Regions from separate parts of the Zea mays genome. Here all the other regions are linked to region 3. Evidence: chromatin contacts called from public Hi-C data. All regions are on one chromosome and are shown on one strand. The core of a region is the stretch at or near the end of the contact, and the rest is flanking DNA. Distances in the headings are between cores, read along the strand shown.

Region 1 (2,700 bases), core at 40-2,539, 470 kb before region 3:
TGTGGAATTCAGTAAGATGACAACCTACTATTATATTAGATGTTGGTCCCTTCTCCTTTTTGACCCCCATCGGTCACCTCTGAGGCATGGGCCTAGGGCCGACCCTGCCCCATGGCAGTGGCGTAGCTAAGGGATATGGGATATGCCAGGTATGTTATGCCATACACATGTATCCAGCATGTATATATATAGAGAGTAAATGAAAAAATATCTAAAATTGTTCAACATAGAAAACTATTACACTAATTATCTTGTAGCTTGTGATTTTTTTGAGTTTAGGTCTATGGCCACAGGACCTATCTAACGAATTCTTTGGATGACCTGCTAACATACAAAATCATAAAATTGACAGTCCAACATTCGGTTACTTAGATTTTTTAACGGATGCGACTCGTGAGTCGCGAGTGTGTGTAGACTTAAGTCAAGACATGGATTATGTATCTTTGAAGATCTCTCGGCTAAAAAATTAGACAAGTCTCCTTTTCATAACCTACACTACATTTTATAAACTATCAGTATAACTTTCCATCTATTTTATATTATAGTTTGTGAACATTTTTATCTTAGTTTTTAAATTTAAGACTTATTGTTATTTTTAACTTAAACTTTGAATATAAGACTTATTGTGTGTAATTTAGTGTATGTTGAAATTTTAAAACTATTACTGAATTATTAAATGGTTTAATGGAAATAGTTTGATCAGATGTATATGTAAGTTGTAAATTTTAGTTGGCGTACCCTACGCCACTGTGCCTCATGCATGGGTAACCTACATCCGATTTGACATCCACAAATAGATTGATCGATGCGCCATGAAAAGTGTCTGCGGGATGAAAGGTCTTCAACTCTACACGCTAGCAGTAGTATTTAGTCTTGAGTTCGATTGGCAAATAGAAGATCCATTCATCAAAGCCATTTCAAGCTTTGATTCTGAGGCCGTGCAGCTAGCTCATTGTCGCACCATGAACAAGCTAGGTCGCTAATCAAGAAAGCTGTCATTCTCCCTTCCCTTCTTCAGTACGCAGGGGAACGAGCGAGGTCGAACAAGGGATAGGGTTAGCTCACCACCCCTGCCGGGCTGCCGGCTGCCACTACAGATTCAGTTTCCACGTGGCGGGACGCCAGTGGTCGGATAAGGGATAGGGTTAGCAGCTCATCACTCCTGAAACCCAAGGAGCGCCACACATGCCTGAGCCATATCACGCCTGCAGGCCCCATGCATCCATGCGTGCACAGGATTTCCTCCTAAAGATCGATCGCAGACTTTACTTAGGCCGTCACAAGCAGGAGACCCTCCTCAGCTAGTACCTACCGGCCAGTAGTCGTCGCGTCTGCAGGCAGATCTGAGTTAGCCGGCGGATCCGATCCGTGCGCGTGCTGCTGTGTGTGTGTCGGTGGAGATGGCCACAGCTTACGCTCCCATGGCGAGCCAGGTGATGAAGAGCAGCCTCGTCGTGCACTCGAGGCCGAGGGGCCTGTCAGGCGCTGCTGCGCTCACGAGGCGGCCCGGCCGGTTCACCGTCAAGGCCATCCAGCCCGAGAAGGTCAGTAGACAAGAAAACAAAAGAAGAGCGCGCGAGAATTTGTGCATGCTGCTAGTGCTATCCATTCCGATCCAGAGCTCGTCTCTAGCTCTAGCTAGCTAGCTAGCTTACTGCTCTACTCGATTGTTCCGTACACGCATGCAGGCAACGTACCAGGTGGTGCAGCCCATCAACGGCGACCCGTTCATCGGCAGCCTGGAGACGCCGGTCACCTCCAGCCCGCTCGTGGCGTGGTACCTCTCCAACCTCCCGGCCTACCGCACCGCCGTGAGCCCGCTGCTGCGGGGCGTCGAGGTCGGCCTCGCGCACGGCTACCTCCTCGTGGGGCCCTTCGCGCTCACGGGCCCGCTCCGCAGCACGCCCGTGCACGGCCAGGCCGGCGCGCTCGGCGCCGCCGGCCTCGTCGCCATCCTCAGCGTCTGCCTCACCATGTACGGCGTCGCCTCCTTCAACGAGGGGGACCCGTCCACGGCGCCCACGCTCACGCTCACCGGCAGGAAGAAGGAGGCCGACAAGCTGCAGACCGCCGACGGCTGGGCCAAGTTCACCGGGGGGTTCTTCTTCGGCGGCATCTCCGGCGTGCTCTGGGCCTACTTTCTCCTCTACGTGCTCGACCTCCCCTACTTCTTCAAGTAGAAATCATCAAAGATGCGTATATATATAGCTCCGGCCGATCCTCCTCTCTAGCTGCATGGTATGTAGGTGGTGTGGTCCTTGTTTCATTTCACTCCAGCGGTGATCAGCGCCGTGTATAAATGTAATTCCTCTGCTTTGCACATGGATGGATTGGGATGTAACCTGTTCAACTTTTTTTTACCTTATTGGATGCATCATTCAGAGCTAGTTTGTTAACCTCATTTTTTCAAAGGATTTCCATTTTCCCAAGAAAAATTAGTTCATTTTCTCTTAGAAAAATAGAAATCACTTAGGAAATTAGAGTTCTCAAACTAGCCTTCATAGAGTTTTTTTTCCTCCACCTAGCTAAATGCCTTCCCTATCAATAGAGCGTTCAAATGGTAATACAATTCTGTAGAAACATACAATTAGTAACGCGTCGACCACAAAATATTCAAGTGATGATATGATTTCCCTGGAGACCAGGAGGGATAAATAGTCCACTCCCATCTTTAAGGATTAGTTAGAACCATATCATGCA
Region 2 (2,700 bases), core at 76-2,575, 320 kb after region 3:
GCCCAAAGGCAACAGAGGACGACAGATAGCTCGGAGTGAAAGCAACAGCACAGCACTTCAAATTATTGAAAGTAGAAATGGTGGCAGGAATGCAGAGGTCTGATCAGACGGATTACAGGCAGGGATTCAGCAGGAAACAAAGAACAAGCACAATATGTTCAAATAAGTTCAAATCGAAACATCAGATTGTTCAGTTCATTATTCTGGATGTTGTCGATCACGGTGATCAAAGGCAGGAAGGTAGACATGGTAGCTTCGATCGAGCAGGTGATGCATGGTACGCGCTCTCAGTCCTGTTCCGGCCAGTCGCCGTAGATGTCGTTCATCTTCTTGCGACCAAGGAGCTCCAGACGGGTGGCCTTGCAACCGCCCTCTCCGGCCGCGTCGGCAGAAACGGATTGGAACGCCCTTGTGGTAGCCGGTGCATAGTTGCTGGTGCTGGTGCTGCTGCTGTTACGGTACGCGGCGGCCGTGGACCCCGGCGAGTACGCCTTTGCATACGACGACGAATTCCTCAGAGCATACTCCATAGACCTTGGCCCCCCAGGAAAGGGCATCTCTGCGCTAGAACACAGGGACGACGAACGAGGTAGATTAACATCCGGCCGCCATGCACACGTATAGGGAGGTGGAGCGCACAAGCTCGTACCTGTCGTGGAAGCGTGGACGAAGGCGCACCTATCCCCACGGTGGCAGGCCCCCGTGTCCCTGAACTCGAAGCACACCCTAACGCAGTACCCACCGTGGGGGCTGCTGGCAGCGGCACCTGGCGACGACGACGGCAGCGGCGACTTCCGTCGGACGAGCGAGGTCAGCAGGGGCAGCGGCAGCGGCGGCCGCAACTCCTCGGAGCCGTGCGCGAAGGTGCACCCACCCTCGTACGCGCACTTGCCCGCCTCGAACTTCTCGCACAGCCTCGTCTTGTAGTACACCTTCTCTGGCGGCTGCGGGTCCAGCCCCAAAACCCCCTCCCTCGCCCCCGGGTCCTGCTGCTCCCGCTCCCGCTCCATCTCACGCTTTCTCTGCTGGTACTGGTGCTCCTTTTGGCGGCCCTGCTGCGGCGCCGCCGACCCCACGGGCAGCACGATCACCCCGTCCGGCGCCTCCCAGCGGCCAGCACCAGCGGTGGCGGCGTTGCGCTCCCTTTCCATGTTCTCGGTCCGCTTGAGACCACCAAACCCTAGGCCTAGCGCTGGTACTGTGATCGGAGCAGCCGCCGGACGGATGGAGGCCGCAGATTTATGCCGAGACACGAGGAGGCGGCGGCCCGGGATGCCGTGCCGAGACGATGCAGGCAGTGATGATTTGGGGGCCGACGCTTCCCGTGCCAGTCGGGATCGGGTCACAAGGCCCGGATTATCCGCTGGCGGGCTCCAGATTGGACGCGATCGATCCGCCGGATCGAGCATTTGGGACTGTTTGGGGTTCGTTCCGGCTCGATTGCACGTGGTGCGAGGAATGCCGGAAACGGAAACGCCTCGTCAGTTTCCGTGCTTTCGTGCTCGACGTGTGGGAGGAGTGGGGAAGGTGGGGTGTGCTGCCGGTTTTTGCGTTGGGACGTCGGCGACGGCGAGCCGCTGGCCCTGGGCTTCTGCCGGCCCAGAGCTTAACCAAGCGGTAGATGGGCCCTGCGTGGTCGTTGGGCACTTGGGTACAGTAACTTGGTCTGCTTGCCCTACCTGGCTGTAGACTTGGGTAGGTTCGGATGGCTCATACTCAGATCCGTGTCTAGTATAAGGTCGGGTCGAATTGATCCGCGTCTATCTATTTGATGTGTTGGGTGAGATTTTTTTGGACTAGGTCGGAGTTTTTTTAGCTTTGGGCCGGATTTTGGGGTCAAAAAACATGGCCAGTATCCGGGCCGTGAATTATTGCGGATCAAAAATTATGGCACATATACGCTCGTTGTATTGGTTGGGTGTGTCGGGCCGGGTCTGGTTTGGTCGGATCGAGTGATCCATGATCAGGTCTACCTGGCTATACCCGCTGCACACTATGGGAGCAACAGTGGATATGAACTCAGCCCGATTCTAGCTTATGAGTCAGGTGCCCATTTAGGTCCATTTAGGGTGCATTTGGTTGCAATGTGAAAGCTCTCTTGTGGGTTTTGGTGTTTGGATGACAACCCAATTAAAGGACTAACAAGTGTGCTAAGTATTGAACAGGTGCTTAATGCAAATAATAGGGTTCAACACAAGTGAACAAGTGTGATGGTCCAAAGACTGGATTATCTATAGATAATGAACATACCAAGTAAGATGGACATTGCTTAAGCGAGACTCGGTGTGCGTAACTCAGAGACAACCGATCAAGCCAAGGATGGAGGCAAGAAGAGCTTCAAGGTACCGAGTGCACGGAAGAAGGTCAAGGAGACCAGGAACCCAAAGCCAGGGGTGAAGAAGAAGACTTGCAAAGTCAAGGTTGATCGAGTTAAAAAGAGTTATGGTGCATCAAGGATCACTACATAAGGACATGACTTACAACCTTTGAGGTAACATCTACAGTTATGTGGTGTAAGTCATAAGGCTCAAGATTAAGCTCGAGAAGTGAACAAGGGGGTTGGAGCTCAGATATGTCAATCTAGATCAAGTCAAGTTGATTTGATGGTTTAGAGTCCAACATCGACCTCAAACATGCCAAATTGGGTAAAACGATGAAAAAGGTTTAGTATGTAAGGTTTGAGTGTTTAACCATGTTGCA
Region 3 (2,700 bases), core at 90-2,589:
AAATAAATATTGAGATTTATGCCAAGCAATAATACTTTTAAGATCAACATATCAAGTGGAGATAAACTTCTCATTACAACCACGGAAAAACTAAGACTGACATTCTTTTCCTCAGCTCAGAGAAGCTAGGACAAAATCAAGGTTAAGGTTGTAGTAAATGAGACAATATGTCGATCCAGTGAAAACACCCTAGTTTAGCAGACCTTAAAAAACGATTCAGAGTGACCTACCATTATTACCAAGTCCAGGAAGGTTATGACTGCTACCAGTTCCAGAGGCCAAGTTAGATGTATTGACTGAAGTAACACCACTGAGATCTGCTGGTTCAACCTCGATGGTGGTTGTGCTCCAAAATGGCTCTCCAATGGTAATTTGGTCCTGGGTGATCAAGTTTCTGGACAGTTCACCCAGTTGCTTTACAGTCTTATCGCAGCAACCAAAACAGCCTCTGCTCTGTTCGGAAGGAGTTTGATCATGTAGACAATTAGCATAAGTAGATAAAAAAAACAAGTAAAGGTACCCGAATATGAAACTGAAACAGATGGCAGACATGCCACAATCTAGAGGCAGACAAGGTCACCTCCGACTTTCGGCAGTGGGTGAAACACCCAGAGCACGGCGACATCCTAACATCTATTCCCACATAAAGTAGGCACACCTAGGCTGAAGGCTGCAAAACTGCAGACATCTGATCAGTAGTCGCTAAATCTGGTAACGCCACTACCTTGCGCGCGCTTCGTCTTGAAAAACGATGTGAATTGAGTTCCAGCATCTAATAAGTCGAACTCGTATACAGATGCCCGGAACGCCCTGCCGCTCGCAACGGCGCGATTCCATATTTCCATCTATGTCGCACTCTACTCTACAGCGTATATGTCAATCTCCCAGAATCCACAACCGCGCACCCGGCATAAGCAGCTGGCTTCACCCGCGGTCGCGGCAGTTCAACCCCTCCTACGGTTGGTTCTGTCACAGGCGGCGCAGGTCGCACTCGATTGACCAGATGTGGGAAGCTAGCGAGGGAGGAAGAGGGGAGAGGAACATGAGCGAAGCGGACCCACCCGGAGCAGAGGAAGAGGCAGGCGGAGGAGAGGAGCCGCGGGATGGCGCCCCAGTCCCAGCCCTCGCCCAGGTCGACGTCCCCGTCACCGACCCTCGACGCCGATCCGCCGCCGGCGCCACGGTCGCGCGTGGTCGTCATGCCGCACACAACCTACCCCACTCGGTCACTCGCCGGATTGATTGACTCGGTCGGTGCAGTTGGTTCCGTTGTTCGGGACGCGCCTTGCCTCGCCTCGCCTGGGTGCGGCGGCCAGCGGGGGTGGGTAGGCACCGACCCGATCGGACTGGGGCCCGAGAGCGAGAGCGAGCGGGTCGCGTCGTGATCTTTTCTTTTGGTGGGCCTGCAGTGGGGGCCTGGGGGGATAAGGTAGAGTAAAGGAGAGGAGCGGAGAGAATCGGAAAATCTGCGGTCATCTTCTCACAGCGCGTCGTGACGTGGCCTGGCTCTTGGACGTCCACCACGGTCTCTCGCGGACGCTTCATGTGGTGGGCTCAGGCTGTCTCTATTCTTGTTAGTTGTGTGCGCGTTAGTTACCTCTAGTTTCATCTTAATCCCCTCCTACCCCTTTATAATCAAATAAAAAGTTCTTAAAGCTAATTTGAAAACATAAATCCGCTCTAATATTTCCATTGATTGATGAGTGCGAAAATAAGCTAATTTTCTACTCAATATCCAAGAACCTCGAAGATGATTTAAGTTTCCAAACTAATCTTTAGGTAAAGGTGAAACAAAAGAAAAAATATAGGAAAGAGGAGGACTTAATGATTATTCGTTCGTCGGAACCAGAAGTTAAAATTGCTGTGGATAGGGATCCTATAAAAACATCTTTTGAGGAATAGGCCAGACCCGGACATTTCTCAAGAACAATAGCTAAGGGCCCCGATACTACCACTTGGATCTGGAATCCAAAAGCTAAAGAGAAGGTCAGATCCAAGGACATGGATTTGTAGAACGGCTTCCAATAACCGATCATCTAGATGAGATTAGACCTGAGTGAGCAGACTTCTCTGTATATGAGTCGCCTTCCGAGATGGTATTGCCTTGACTCATTCCTTGAATTGACAAGAGAAGTATTTCTAGCCTCTAGTGGCACATGTTCCTTCCTCACGGATATGAGAGACGGTAAGTGCAACTCGAAAGTGTGCTAGCTGTTGTGCTAATTCTTGCTGAGTAGCTGGTTGAAGCCCAGAAGTGGAGGCGAGCCCAGTTCAATCGTGAAGTTCCTCCTTTCGTGGCTTGTCGGCATCATAAGTAAATGAGAGATGATTTCCGAGTGACTGGTGGAAAGGGAAGAACCCCTTTGGTTTGTAAGAAAGCTCTATAGGAAAAACATAGGAGACTCACCCTTTTGTGGCTAGTTTGACAATTTAAATTTCCTCCGATATTCTTAGGATTGAATGGAAAATTAGTTTATATTTCTCTCAATCCACGAGAATCCTAGAGGGATTTAAGTTTCCAAACCAATCCTTGGAGCGAAGGTGAACAGAGAAAAAATATAGTAACGTCGTTTGGTTTGTAGAAAAAGGTCCCTAGGAAAAACATAGGGAAAGTTCATACTTGGCTACACCCTTAGTTCTAAAATGTTTTAGTTTTGGATACAAGAATTTTAAATAAGTACAACGTATGGTGTACATAAA

The links. A called contact is a pair of places that touch in the nucleus more often than the background predicts.
Region 1: a Hi-C map of leaf mesophyll shows a contact between it and region 3, with 4 times the contacts expected there. The contact joins the promoter of LOC100383080 here to the promoter of LOC100277194 in region 3. A contact is called at or near these places in 2 of 25 Hi-C or Micro-C datasets (leaf and leaf mesophyll).
Region 2: a Hi-C map of leaf shows a contact between it and region 3, with 4 times the contacts expected there. The contact joins the promoter of LOC100276294 here to the promoter of LOC100277194 in region 3. A contact is called at or near these places in 3 of 25 Hi-C or Micro-C datasets (bundle sheath and leaf).

The regions. Positions count from the first base shown.
Region 1 is chr8:17,456,793-17,459,492 of Zm-B73-REFERENCE-NAM-5.0, forward strand. It overlaps LOC100383080, which reads left to right and starts at 1,290. Exons shown (of 2, transcript NM_001358030.1): 1 at 1,290-1,544; 2 at 1,689-2,386. The coding sequence starts at 1,401. The coding sequence ends at 2,180.
Region 2 is chr8:18,252,268-18,254,967 of Zm-B73-REFERENCE-NAM-5.0, forward strand. LOC100276294 (Zinc finger CCCH domain-containing protein 1) reads right to left here and starts at 1,326. Exons shown (of 2, transcript NM_001150118.2): 1 at 650-1,326; 2 at 40-559. The coding sequence starts at 1,151. The coding sequence ends at 288.
Region 3 is chr8:17,929,328-17,932,027 of Zm-B73-REFERENCE-NAM-5.0, forward strand. LOC100277194 (DUF4050 family protein) reads right to left here and starts at 1,340. Exons shown (of 5, transcript NR_176298.1): 1 at 1,062-1,340; 2 at 231-453.